Regions from separate parts of the Mus musculus genome. Here region 2 is linked to region 1. A link is a contact called in public targeted proximity ligation data. All regions are on one chromosome and are shown on one strand. The core of a region is the stretch at or near the end of the contact, and the rest is flanking DNA. Distances in the headings are between cores, read along the strand shown. Region 1 has its middle 11 kb from the start of Slc3a2. Region 2 holds the start of Ahnak (AHNAK nucleoprotein (desmoyokin)).

The links.
Region 2: a targeted proximity ligation map of pancreatic cancer cells shows a contact between it and region 1. A contact is called at or near these places in 2 of 39 promoter capture datasets (cranial neural crest and pre-B cells), 5 of 484 Hi-C or Micro-C datasets (the C2C12 cell line, the N1E-115 cell line, effector CD8 T cells and 1 more), 13 of 130 datasets of targeted methods (the 230-238 cell line, CD4 single positive thymocytes, the NIH/3T3 cell line and 9 more) and 3 of 9 other capture datasets (adipose tissue, liver and pancreatic islet).

The regions. Positions count from the first base shown.
Region 1 is chr19:8,700,006-8,706,616 of GRCm38.p6, forward strand. No RefSeq gene overlaps it. Among named protein-coding and RNA genes, the nearest start is that of Slc3a2, 11 kb to the right of the region's middle.
Region 2 is chr19:8,985,550-8,992,160 of GRCm38.p6, forward strand. It overlaps Ahnak (AHNAK nucleoprotein (desmoyokin)), which reads left to right and starts at 3,735. Exons shown (of 5, transcript NM_009643.2): 1 at 3,735-3,880.

The DNA.
Region 1 (6,611 bases), core at 1,341-3,840:
CAGAGGCAGGTGGATTTCTGAGTTCGAGGCCAGCCTGGTCTACAAAGTGAGTTCCAGGACAGCCAAGACTATACAGAGAAACCCTGTCTCGAAAAACCAAAAAGAACAAAAAAAAATCTAAAAATATGGTTTTAGAAAAACAATTTTAGGGGCTGGACAGGTAGATGGCTCAGCAGTTAAAAGCAAATCTGTTTTCTCTTCCAACCAAAAGCCTTATTCTTCCTTTCCTTTTCTTTCTTTTCCTTTCTCTTTCTTTCTTTCTCTTTTTCTTTCTTTCTCTCTCTCTCTCTTTCTTTCTTTCTTTCTTTTTTTTTTTTTTTAAAGAAAGGGTCTCTCAACATAACCCTGGCTATCCTGGAACTCACTACATATACCAGGCTGGCCTGGATCACAGGGATCTGCATGCCTCTGACTCCTGAGTGCTGGGATTAAAGGCCAGCTGCCTTGTCCCTGTCTGCTTCTTCCATCTAAAGCTACTTGACATTACTGTTCAAGTCAGAGCAGGATACTGTCCTTTAAGTTCAGGGACAGTACCTCAAATGCATGACTTGGGCAGAAAAAAAAAAAAAAAAACCTCTGTGATAGGTGATGGTTAATATTGGTTGTCAACTTGACCACGTAAAGAATTAACTAAAACACAGGCACACATGTGGGCACACCTGTGGGCACACCTGTGACGGATTTCTTTTTTTTCTGGTTTGGATCATTTAAGGTGGGAAGACTCACCCTAAATCTGGATCATTTGAGGTCAGAAGACGAATCCTAAATCTAGGCTAAAACTTCTGTTGGCAGCCTTTGTAAAAAGACAAGTGGGAAGTATGGGTTTTGCCTGTTTGTCCTCACTCTCGCTCATAAATTCATCGATCCTTCAGTGGACGTATCATTTCCATGGTATGAGAGCCTATTTCTCCAGATTCCAATGTATACTGAAAACCAGCGGAGACATCCAGCTGCAAGACAACTTTCAGATTCTTGACTTCCCAAGAAACAGACATTATTGAAGTAGCCAAATCCCAGCCCCTAAACCACTCTGATAAACACCCTTTTTTTATTTTTTTTTTAAAGATTTATTTATTATTATATATAAGTACACTGTAGCTATCTTCAGACACACCAGAAGAGGGAGTCAGGTCTTGTTACGGATGGTTGTGAGCCACCATGTGGTTGCTGGGATTTGAACTCTGGACCTTCGGAAGAGCAGTCGGGTGCTCTTACCTGCTGAGCCATCTCACCAGCCCCGATAAACACCCTTTTAATATATTAAAATTCATTCTATCTGTTCTGTTCCTCTAGAGAACCCTGACTAATACACACTCTTTAATCCAGATTCAGGAAGACAAAAACTGCATGTTCTTTTTTAATATGTAGACCCTAGCTTGCAGTGTTAATAGAGATGTATTTGTGAGAATGAGTGCGGGTATGGGAAGAAAGAGTGTTGAGAGACCAGAAAGATGGCTCATAGAGTAGAGGTGCTTACCGCATAAACCTGATGACCTGAGTTCTTTCCCCAGAGCCCACATAAAAGTAGAAGGAGAGGATGACACAAAGTTGTCCTCTGACTGCACATGACACATACACAGCCTACACCTACACAATCATAGTTTTTAAGAAAAAGAAGCTAGGCATGGGGGCACAGCTTTAATCCTGGCACTCGGGAGGCAGAGGCAGGCAGGCTCTGAGTTCGAGGCCAGCCTGGTCTACAGATTGAGTTCCAGGATAGCCAGGGCTACACAGAGAAGCCCTGTCTTTAAAGGGGTGAGGTGGGGGACCTTCTTTTTACATTTACTTATCAGGGGATGCAATGCACACGCAAAGGTGCATACATGGAGGTCACCTGGCAACTTGGAGGAGTCAGCTTCTCTCCTTCCGTTGTGTGGGTCTCAGGGATCAAACTCATGTTGTCAGGCTCTGCAGGAGGTACATTCACCTACTGAGCCATCTCACTGGCTCTGATTTCATTGTTTAAAATATTTACTTAGGGCTGGAGAGATGGCTCAGAGGTTAAGAGAACTGACTGCTCTTCCAGAGGTCCTGAGTTCAATCCCCAGCAACCACATGGTGGCTCACAACCATCTGCAATGGGATCCGATGCCCTCTTCTGGTGTGTCTGAAGACAGCTACAGTGTACTCATTTACATATAATAAGTAAAATCTTTAAAAACCATATTTACTTATTTGTGTATGTGCGTGTGGGAGGGGAGGGTGCTGTGTGCTGTGTGTTCAGGCTGAAAGAGGGCTTTGAACACTCTCCTCTATCACTCTCCAACTATTCCTCTGAGGCAGTGTCTCATTCTGAACCTGGGACTCATGCTTTCTTTCCTAGCTGAAAGCCAACAACACTCCCCCCCCCCCCCCGCCCCTCAACAATCCTCCTCTTTGCTCTCTCCTTGAAACTGGAGTTACAGGCGTGTGCAAAATACCTGGTTTGTTTCATGGCTAAGTCATCTCTCCAGACCCTATTTTCATTTTTTTTTTAAATAAAGAACATTTTAAAAACATAATAACCCTCTTAGTCCTGAGACTCAGGACATACCAGGGCCATTCAAGCAGAACACATTGTAAATTCCAACACCACCCACACCCCACCCAGGGAGGCTATGCTTTTGTGCATTGTGCTTTTTGTGCCCAACCACAAGATCTTGGCAGTGCGTCCCCTGTGGCAGCATCCCAGGCAGTTCCAGTTAAAAGACAATCGAACTTCCTGCTTTCTTGGTGCTTGCTTCCTGCCCATTTCCCGAGTCTGATCCTGCTTTCTTCTGGCATTTCCTGATAGCCTTCCAATAAGTTCTTTTGGTACTTAAGACAACCATGTACACAAATTGAAATCTCTAGAAACCTGTGCAACAAGAAAGAAAACTACTTTTCCATTCTCCCCAGAAGGCTCCTGGTAAGTTCCCCTATAGACAGCCAATAATATCTTTATCACCAATCTGAAAGATACTGTCTCTATCTAACATCTACCTGGCACCTTCTTGCCTCCTTCTCTTCATGCCCGCCATTCAATTTGCTTCTACTCTTCCTTTGTTAGAGTCTCTTCCACTGTTCATCCTGTAAATACACTCAATCTTTGGCTCCAACCTCCCCTCTGCTGCCTCTCTCTTCACTCAGCAATGCTTCCTACACACCCTGTCTATACCTCAAGTGATCCTAGATCGTGCCCTGTACTGAGCCGTACTCTTCCCTCCTAGAAATCTCCATGTGCAGGTGCTAGAGAACCTATGCCCAGAACACCACCAAGGAAGGCGCAGATCACCTTCCTGCCTTTCATTCTCTTGCCTCCACTGATTAGCTTAATGGCCCAGTCTGCCCAACTCCCCTTACATCCAGTCCATCCAAGGACTTAGAATGTAGCCCAGTGGTAGAGCACTTGCCTAATACACACAAGGCCCTACATCCAATCCCTAGCACCAGAAAGTAGTTGATTTTTAATCTTAGGGCAAGAAGATGGCTCAGCAGGCAAAGGCGTTTGCTTGACCATCTTAATGACCTGAGTTCAATCCCTGAAACCCAATGTGGTAGAAAGAGAATTGACTCTCTGACCTATGTAAATCCATCTGCCCCCCCCCCCCCCCCCGCACCCACCCCCCAGCCTCTGGAATGCTGGCATTAAAGTTGTGAGCCACCTCCTGCAGCTCCTTTTGTTTCATTTTTGATTCTTAGTCTTAGAGAACTTGGTATTCGCAGGTGGTCTCCTACTAAATACTAACCAGACCAGACTGTGCTTGGCTTTCAAGACGATTGCATATGCCAGGGTCCAGAACTTGCAGATTTCAGGGGTGGGGGATGGGTTCCCACTTATATTCCCAGAACACAAAGATCTGGAGACGCACTGTTGCCAGGACCCTGCCAGACAAACTCAGTTTCTGAGGCTTCTCTGCACCATGGTAGCTGTAAAGAGCAAAACTAGGTCTCATCTTGGTTTGCTTAATATCTATTATCTACTGTTTACATTTTTATTATTACTTTTTTCTTTTCTTTTTTTTTTTTTTGGTGTTTTGGTTTTTTGAGACAGGGTTTCTCTGTGTAGCCCTGGCTGTCCTGGAACTCACTTTGTAGACCAGGCTGGCCTCGAACTCAGAAATCCGCCTGCCTCTGCCTCCCAAGTGCTTGGAATTAAAGGTGTGTGCCACCACCACCCGGCATTTTTATTATTTTTTAATGTGTGTAGTGCTTTGAGTGCATGTATATCTGTGCACCACATGTGTGGCTGCTTCCCCTGGAAGCCGGAAGAGGCACTGGATCTCTTGAAACTAGAATTACAGATGATTACGAGCAGCTATGTGGGTGCTGGGACTCAAATCTGACCAATCTAGAATAGTAGCTCATTCTTTTAACTGATGAGCCATCTTGCCAACCCCAAAGAACATAAACTTTTTAAGATTTATTTATTTTTGTTATGTGTATGACTGTTTACCTACATTTATGTATTGTGTACTGCGTATGTGTCTGGTACCTGTAGCGGTCAGAAGAGCGCACTGGAGAGCCTGGACCTGGAGCTATGGGTGAGCCACCATTTGGAAACTGAACTAGAAACTGAACCCAAGTCTTCTGCAAGAGCAGAAAGTGCTCTTACTTGCCAAGACACCTCTCTAATCTATAAAGTACATGCATAAAAAAGTAAAAATAAAAAGTAAAAGAACTTTTAAAATAATCAGAAAATAACACCACAATATTTCACAGTAAAATCTGGGTCAAAATGGATCCCCTGGGCGATAGCTTTGGCGGTTCCACAAGGGAAGGGGAAGCAGGAATATCTGTATGCATTCCAGCCAGGGCTACATAGTTAGAGCTTAGCCCAGAAACAAAAAAAAAAAAAAGAAAAAGAAAAAGAAAAAGAAAAAGAAAAAGAAAAAGAAAAAGAAAAAGAAAAAGAAAGAAAAAGAAAGAAACAACTAGGCAGCAAAGAAGAGGAGAGAGGGAAGATGGGGGGGAGGATCTAGGAAAGTAAACAGAGGGAAGGGGTGGGCAGCCTCAGGAAGAGGTCCACAAGAGACAAAAGCCAGGGGGTAAATGGGGCTGGGAGGGAGAGCGGTGTATGTCTTCAGAGCGGGAGTCAGTATGGACTCCTCTCAAAGGCTCAGGCTCTGTCACTGAGCAAGATGAAGAAACAAAGGCTGGATCTTAGTTAGGTCTTTTAGTAGCTTGGATCTGTCCTCTACACCAGAATACCCTCAGAGGCCCAGGCCACAGCAAGTTCCAGCCTGCTGTAGAGCCTACACACAGGGTCCAACGTGTTCTTTTCCCCAAGGCTAGGAGAGCCAAAATATCCACCAGGTTCTTGTTCCTAAGACTTTGAAGGCAAAGTTAACACTAAGGCCTATGGGGCCCACTTTAAAAAAAAGAAAAAAAATCACTGGCTGACAAAAGGACAATAAATCCTGCGAACTGGCCTGCAGAGTCAATGCATGATGCCACCACCTCCTCCACTGACTTCCTCCTCCATAGACATATCCTTCATCACAGTCCCAAACCTGCCTCAGCTACCTCCCTTCTCCTCCACTAATCACACATCAAGCCTGCTAAAACCAGGCCCACAACGCCTATTGCACTCCTTCTGACACTATGTACAGTTCTGAATGACTCTTGCTTGTAAGTCTGGCCTTTGTCCTTAGCTTCAAGATCATTTCTAGGCTGCTAGGTTTTGTCTTAGGAGTTGTTTGGTGGGTATCAACTAGGCTGCCGTAGTGAGGCATGGAGCATTCAACCTCTTTGGGAAATGGCCTTAAAGTATTGCTCCAGAGCCTCTGGCAGGGCTGGAAACTAGGTTAGCCACATGGTTGATAGGATTACTCTAAGGAAAGAGGGCTTGGTGATGCACGTTGTGATCCCAGTACTCAGAAGACTGAGGGGAGATTGCTATAAATTTGAAGACAGTCTGGACTACATTGCTAGACACTGCCTCAAAAAGAAAACAAGAAACAGGAACAAGGAAGGCAGATTGAGGCATGCCTGTGATTCTAACAGGTAGAGGCAGGAGGGTCAGTTCATCATTCCTCATTCTTGGCTCCACTGAAACTCTTAGAGATAATCCAAAACTCTGGTCACCTAAGGCTCAAGTGAGTTTCCTGCTTCTTGGTACCATTTATGGCTAAGGCAGGTACTGGGAGAAGAGAAACCTTCCTATACCCCCCCCTCTGCCCCCCCAGGCTCTGCCCCCCCCCCGGCTCTGCCCCCCCAGGCTCTGCCCCCTCAGGCTCTGCCTATGTAGTTCTTCCTTCAGCTCATTGTCCTTTCACTAATAAACGATCCTGTGACTCATCTTAGCACATAGCCAACCTGAGGGAGCTAGTCAGACAGTGGCTTGCAACTGCTTTTAGGATAGTCCCACAGACCCGCAGAGCCTACCAAACTGTGCACCTCTGACTGCCTTATGAAACCCTTTGTGATCTGCCCACCCCTTGCTGAATAACCTTCGTTCCTTACTCATTTACTCCTGCTTCCTGAGCATCAACCATGCTCTCATTCGTATAACCAATATCCTCTCCAGACCCACCCCATGTCTAACTTCGGACACTGTAACAGTATAACCTGTTTATGACTTGGGACTGGGCCACATTCATGAGTTAACTCACCTCTCTTGTTTGAACCGTCTCCTGCTCTCAAGCCCAAAC
Region 2 (6,611 bases), core at 2,485-4,984, 290 kb after region 1:
GAGCTAACCTGTGAAAATCTGCTGCAGAATCACATACAGTGGGCATCATGGTAGGGGTGAGATAAGGAGGGGTGGCGTGGGATGGGGATGGACTAGAATTTCCACTTAGAACACTGAAAAAATTGTTATGTGTGATTCTCTGAAGCAAAGGTCTCACTTTGTAGCACAGGCTGGCTTAGAACTATATAATCTAGGCTGGCCTGGAACTTGGTGATCCTCCTGCCTCACTCCATTGAGCACTTAGATTCGCAGTCATGGAACCAGCATCACACCTGTCTGAAAACTTGAAAACAACCCCTTCCTCTGGGCTGATTAGGAAACTTCATGTCTGGTTCCAATTGCACGATCATGATCTTCAAGGATTTTAAGGATGGACGTTATCCTTTCTCTGTTCTCTTAGCCTAGACTTGGACAGGAGCCAGTTCCCAGACCATGCCCTGACCAGGCAATCTTGACATCCTTAACCCTGAATGAAGCGTCTGGACAGAAATCCCTGTTCTGTAGCTCCAAAAGCCAGCCATGTCCTCCTGCCTTCTTCCCTGTTGACCAAGAGGGTGGCCAGAACAAACACTGGGGCAGATACAATTGGCTCAGAGCCCAGGAAGCTGTCCCTCTTGGAGATGCAGAGTGCGGCAAAGTTGAGGTGCCTGGTGCCCGCATCTCTTCATTTCCTTCTTACTCTCCTGTGCCAGCCTCCTTCCTCTAACACTCCTGCCTGGAATGCACCTTGCAGATACCCTGTGTCTTTGGGCTTGCATCACATCATAGTCACCTTCCTGAAAGCCTAGGAATAAATCAATTTCCACTTGAACATGCATCAGGAAACTTGTTCTTTCAAAAAATAAAATGAAGACCCCATCCCCCACCCCATGCACAAAGTTCCCACACCCCACACACAAAGTTTCTCTGTGTTAGCATCAGCTGTCCCGGACTCACTCTGTAGACCAGGCTGTCCTCAAACTTAGAGAGCCTCTTGCCTCTGCCACCTACTCTGTTGGTAATTGATTAACTGGTGACTTTTGGGGGGAGAGTGGGTAGAGAAAAAGGGAGAAATTTACATTTTTTTGAGACAAGGCATTATGTAGTCCAGGCTTACTTTAAACTCTTATGTAGCCAAGGTCACAGATGACCCTGACTCCTAGGTGTCTCGGTCAGACAGCCTCAGAGTGATAACCACACTAGGCAGAAGTTTGCTTTTTATGGTTCTGCCTCTCTATAGTGCTTAAATTTCAAGGACCGGGATGAAGCTCAATTGTACAGTGTTCATTTTTCACATAAGAGAAATTCCTATTACTCATACAAAACACCTACCAAATGCCCTGACCCATTACGGAGGCATTGATTTAATGTCAACAGGGATTACCTAGCTAGTAGGATTGCAGAGTACTTCATTTTATTCTTGGTCTATATTTAAGAGGTGAAATAAACGCTATTTATGTGTAGACAGGGTCTTACTATGTAGCCCAGGCTGGCCTCAAATTCAAAGTTTGCCAATCATTGCCTCTTGAGTGCTGAGATTAAAGGTATGTATCACCATTTCTGGCTCAATAAGTGTATGAGTACCCATCTAAAATGAATAAAATAAAATGTCCTCTTTTTTTTTTTTTTTTTTTCGAGATGGTTTCTCTGTATAGTCCTGGCTGTCCTGGAACTCACTCTGTAGACCAGGCTGGCCTTGAACTCAGAAATCTGCCTGCCTCTGCCTCCCCAGTTCTGAGATTAAAGGCGTGCGCCACCATGCCCCGTGAAATAAAATGTCTTGATATGGTGAAGACTTGTAATCTCAGCATTTGAGAGGCTAAGGCAGAATTGTTGTCATTTGAGGACAACCAAACCTATATCGTGAATTCCAGAACAGCCTGGGTTACACTGTAAGACCCTGGTTCAGTAAATCAGGACTGTGGGCTAGGGGATGACTTGTTCAGGTAGTTGCCACCAAACCTCATGACCTCTTTGATCCCAGTGGAAAGAGAGAAGAGACCCTCACAAGTCCCATGGCCTCCACATGATCATGCACACTAAGTAAAAGGAAAAAAAAAACATGACTGGCTCTTGAGTTTTATTTTTTGAAATGTGTTTTGGCCTGATCCTCACTTGGTATCTCTGGGTGGCCTGGAACTTACTGAGTTCACCGTAGGGAGTGTGCTGGGAAGGGAGTAGATTTGGAGGGGGGGGGCTGTTAAGCCAATTGACAGTGTGTTTGTGATGTCTAGTGGGTTTGAGGAGGGGCAGAGAAAGAGAGAGAGAGAGAGAGAGAGAGAGAGAGAGGAATGTTAGTAGCCAAGTCTCTGCTTTGCCTGTCTTTACATGTCCATGCCTGTCTGAATTTCTACCTACATTTCTCTCCACCCTGGTGTGTCCATTACATCTGTGTCTGTTCTCTGTCACTCCCTTCTGTTGTCTCCCTCCCCCCATCGCCTGTACCCTGTGTGGTAACTGGACCTGGACACAGCCCCCAGGGCTGGCAGCAGACTTGGCTGATATTTTTAGCCTGCAAACATGTTTGCCATTTCAGAGGACAGGGCAGGGCTGGTCTCAGCCCCAGCCCACTCATGATCTTGGAGCGAAGGTGCTCCTGCCTCAGGCCAAGGTCTCAGTTCTCCAGCTTGAGGCCTCTTGGGGCATTTGGGAAGGAAGGGAAACTGGAGTGGGCAGCTGGGTAGCCACCTGCCAGAGAGGGTAGAACTCAATAGGGAAGGAGAAAAAGGGAGGTGCGGAGGGGGGATGCAGCCAGAACATCTCTGCAACCCCATCATTAAGCATTTAATAAAATCCACATAGAGTTAGAAGTGGCTGTGGGAAATGGCTGTAAATTGGGGAGCGGAGCAACTTGCAAATGGAAATATGGGGGAGGAGCTGTGAGAGGCGCAGAAGGCCTGGGAATGCAAAGAAAGTGCTGGATCTTGGGTTCCTCAAGCTTACTGGGGCATAGTGGTTCATGCCTTTAGTCCCAGGGTGGCAGAGGCAGGGGAATCTGTAAGGCTGTCAGTTCTAGCCAGTTCTGTGATGGCCGGGCTACACAGTCTGTGCTCCCTCCCCCAAATAAAATACCCAAAAGGCATGGGGGACAGAGTTTACAGGAGAGAGTGAGTTGTTCCATGGTGCGTCCAACAGCTGCAGGCCTGACTGGTGTCGCTGCAATGAAGAACAGCACCGTGGTGTGGTGCATAGGTGACTCCATTCCTAGGGGTCGGATCTAAGTCTTAGAGTCAGTGTGTTTTGTAGAAGAGGAGAGAGCCTGAAGGCGAGGAACGGGGCGAGGCTGCAAGAAGCCTGGGAACTGGGAGAGGAGGCTGGGGCCTGGGATTAATGTATCTGAGCTTGAGAGAAAGCTCAAAGGTCTGTGTGGAGGCTGGAGGTCGAGGTTGAATCATCTGAGCTTCTTGGCTCTTCTGCAGACTAGGTTGACTCTGGATTCCGACTGTGAATCTGTGCCCCTGCGTGCTTCCAGGAATTTCTTGCCGGTGAACACACACACACTGTTTAAAATGGGGTGGGAAGATCCAGAGCCGGGACAGGAGCAATAGATGGGATAGGGGAGGGGAAAAGGCGACGCCTCCTCGTCCCTGAGCCCCCTCAACCTTCTCCCTTCACCGGCCCATTCCAGGGTGGCTTCAGTGTTAGTCGTGCTCTCGGGTCCTTGCCCTATTCGGGCCCCGCCCGGCCCCGCCCTCTCCCCACAGCTCCGGGCAGACCCGCCCGAGTTACAAGAGCCGCCTCCGCGCACGGGGGCCCGGCCACTTGGAGCAGCTCTGCCGCGGGGACTGCACTGTCCGCCCTGCCAGACCCGCCCCGACTGGGGCTCGCCGTCGCCAGCAGTCAGCACTGCGACCTCGGGCCCTTCGCCGGCTATGGCTGCGTCCTGGGGCTGAGCCCGCAGGTAGGGAAGCGGAGCGCTGGGCGGTAAGGTGTGGGGCCAGGGTTCGGGCGACCAGGGGAGAGAGGGACTCGGACAAGGTGCATTTGCGGTAGTGTCACTACGAGGGTTCCGACTGTTGGGAGCAAACCTGGCCGCTTGCGGCCGCCGGGGCAGGCGACGCGTCACGCTTCGGGAGTAAAGCTCTTTCTCCGGAGTTGGGGCCAAGTTTAACTAAGTTAGAAAATCGCTTCGAAGTGTGCTTTGCTGCGCTTTTAGTTTTTTCCCGCGGATGTATTGTCGTTCCAACTGCAGTGCAGGGCGTTCCTGATCTGGTGGTCCCTGACCGATTCCATCTCTTTGGGGCGGCGGCTCAGAGCGCTACTTGGTTCCTATACCATGTTTACTGGAGAAGTTTCCAAGAGCCCCATCGCCCCTCCCGCGCCCCTGCACCGCGTGCCCCCTCTGCTGTCTTTCGCGGCTCCCCACACCTCCATCTCGAACTTCGCGTCCGGATTCCCCTCGGCCCCACCCTGCTCTGTACCACCAGCCTCTCCCTTTCTGGCTCCTAGCGGCGACTTTAACAGCTCCCCTTCAACTGCCCCGCCCTAGTCTTGCCCCTCTGTGTTTCCAGATCCAGAAAACTCCCTTCTTTCTCCAGGGCGTCGGAGCCTGGAAGTTTGCAGCGTGCCTCCCTGTGGGATGGGTGGGAGTGGGAGGGGGGGTGGGGGACATAATTAGGGAGATTCCTGCGCTGGGTGGGCGGGGAGGGGGCTGTGCAATCGACACAGTCCCCAGAACCTCCCTTGCTCCTTCTAGGGGCGGTGCTTTCTCCCCACCCCACCCCACTCCCAAACTCGTCCGGGCGGGATGGCCCCCGCCCCAGCGCCTGGCTGGATTCCAGCAGCCTGAGGAATGTAGTGGTTGGAGCCGGTGACTAATTCAAACCAGAATTCGGGGGTGGGGGTGGGGGTGAGGGGCAAAGCGGAGGGGGAAAGAGGCCGTGTGTAGGCGGTGGGGGCCGGAGCGCAGGGCGTAGGTGAAGGACTTCCCTGCTCTCCTTTGGAACCCTTCACTTTTGCAGTGCGCGCCAGCGGAGAGGGCGGGGGGCAAGATCCTACTGTGGGGTTGGAAAGGCAACATGCTTAGGGTGTGTGCAGAGAGCTGTGTTATGTAAGGCTTTCCCATGCAGGGAGGGGATGTGCAGTGTGCGGGAGCCTGGGCCTCCTCTGGCTGGAGCCCCTTTCAGTGCCGAGGCAGATTTGGGGGACGCAGAACCTTGGTGGCGTTGGGTTGACATCAGGGCTAGCTGTACATGGCGATGAGCACTGAAGACTCTTGGGGTGACCCGGGGATATCCTACAAGTCAAATGGAGTGGAGCCTTGACAACGTAGTGTCCCTGGTATGTGTGTGTGTGTGTGTGTGTGTGTGTGTGTGTGTGTGTGTGTGCTTGCCTGCTCACTCTATTGTCACTTCTGCACAATGTGACCACAGAAGATTGTGCGCATGATGTCTGGGTTGGCACCCTGGTTTGGCAGGGTGTGGCCCTAGGCTGTCTCTGAGGACACACGTGTCCAGGGGTACTTGTCTCAATGTCCCTGTTCTGTGGAGGGGATTTGCAGAAAAGCTTCTGGAGGTAGTTGGGGGGATGGGGGTGGGGGATCCTTGGAAAGTGACCTGGAATTCCCAGGAGAAAAAGGACTCCCAACAAATGGTTTTGAAACAGTTTGCCCTTAAACTTTAGCAATGGCAGGAACCATCTTACTGTACCTAACGTATACTAGATGGGATGAATTCACAAGATCCAATGATTCATGTCCTCATATCAATGATACTGTCCTCATAGGTGACTGGGAGAGGGGAGGGCACACAGGAAGATGCTATGGGCAATGTGGGCAATGTTTAGGGCCTCTCCCCACACTGAGAATGGCTTAGGTGAGTAGAACTGTTTTGGTCCTGCCCTATTAGGGAAGTCTCTGGGGGTAGGGTGGGTCTCTTTTCCTTTTCCCAAGCTGAATGAACTAGTAGCTTCCTTTTCTTGAAAAACTATGGGGGTGTGGGGGAGGGCAGGCCTGTATCTGGTCTGTAGAGTGTGCAGATTGTGCAGTAGAAGGGAACCCCTCATTTAAGGGCCACTTCCTCGGCCTGAGCTGAGTTATGGGGCAAGGGGAGTGTGGGAAAGGAACTGGGAACAAGGGAGCTGATCTAGTAAAGGACTGGAGGGGGGCGTAGGGATGACATCTGGAAGATGTCTGAACTCCTTTCTAAAGCTCTTGTCCCTAAGAGATTATGCAAAGGGACATTGTGAAGAGAACCAGGACATTCAGAGAGACAGGCACGTGAGTCATCCAAGACTTAGTGCTAATGGTTTGGAAGTCAGCAGTGATACCCTGAGGGTCTTGGCCTAGCACTCCACAGCTCCAAGTCCAGAAAAGGACAAGAGAGAGAAAGAGTAGACCGGGGAGCTCACTTCAGGCCTAGAGAGGCTCTGCTTAGAGGTTCAGAGCCCTACAGGCCTTACGCTCCACTTGGAACTGTCTGTCGGGTTCTGGCAGAGCACACCACTCTGAGCCTGAGGAGCTGGTTTGAGGGGTTGGGGTAAAGCTGTGGGAGTGGAGGATGTGTTGGGCACTGGGGTGTGGTCACTACCTTTTTCAGAACTTGGGAACTGCCTGGAGACAGACAAGAGAAGCAAACTGGGAGAGCTAGTCCGACTTCTGAAGGGATCTTTGCCTGGACACCCCCAAGTTTCTC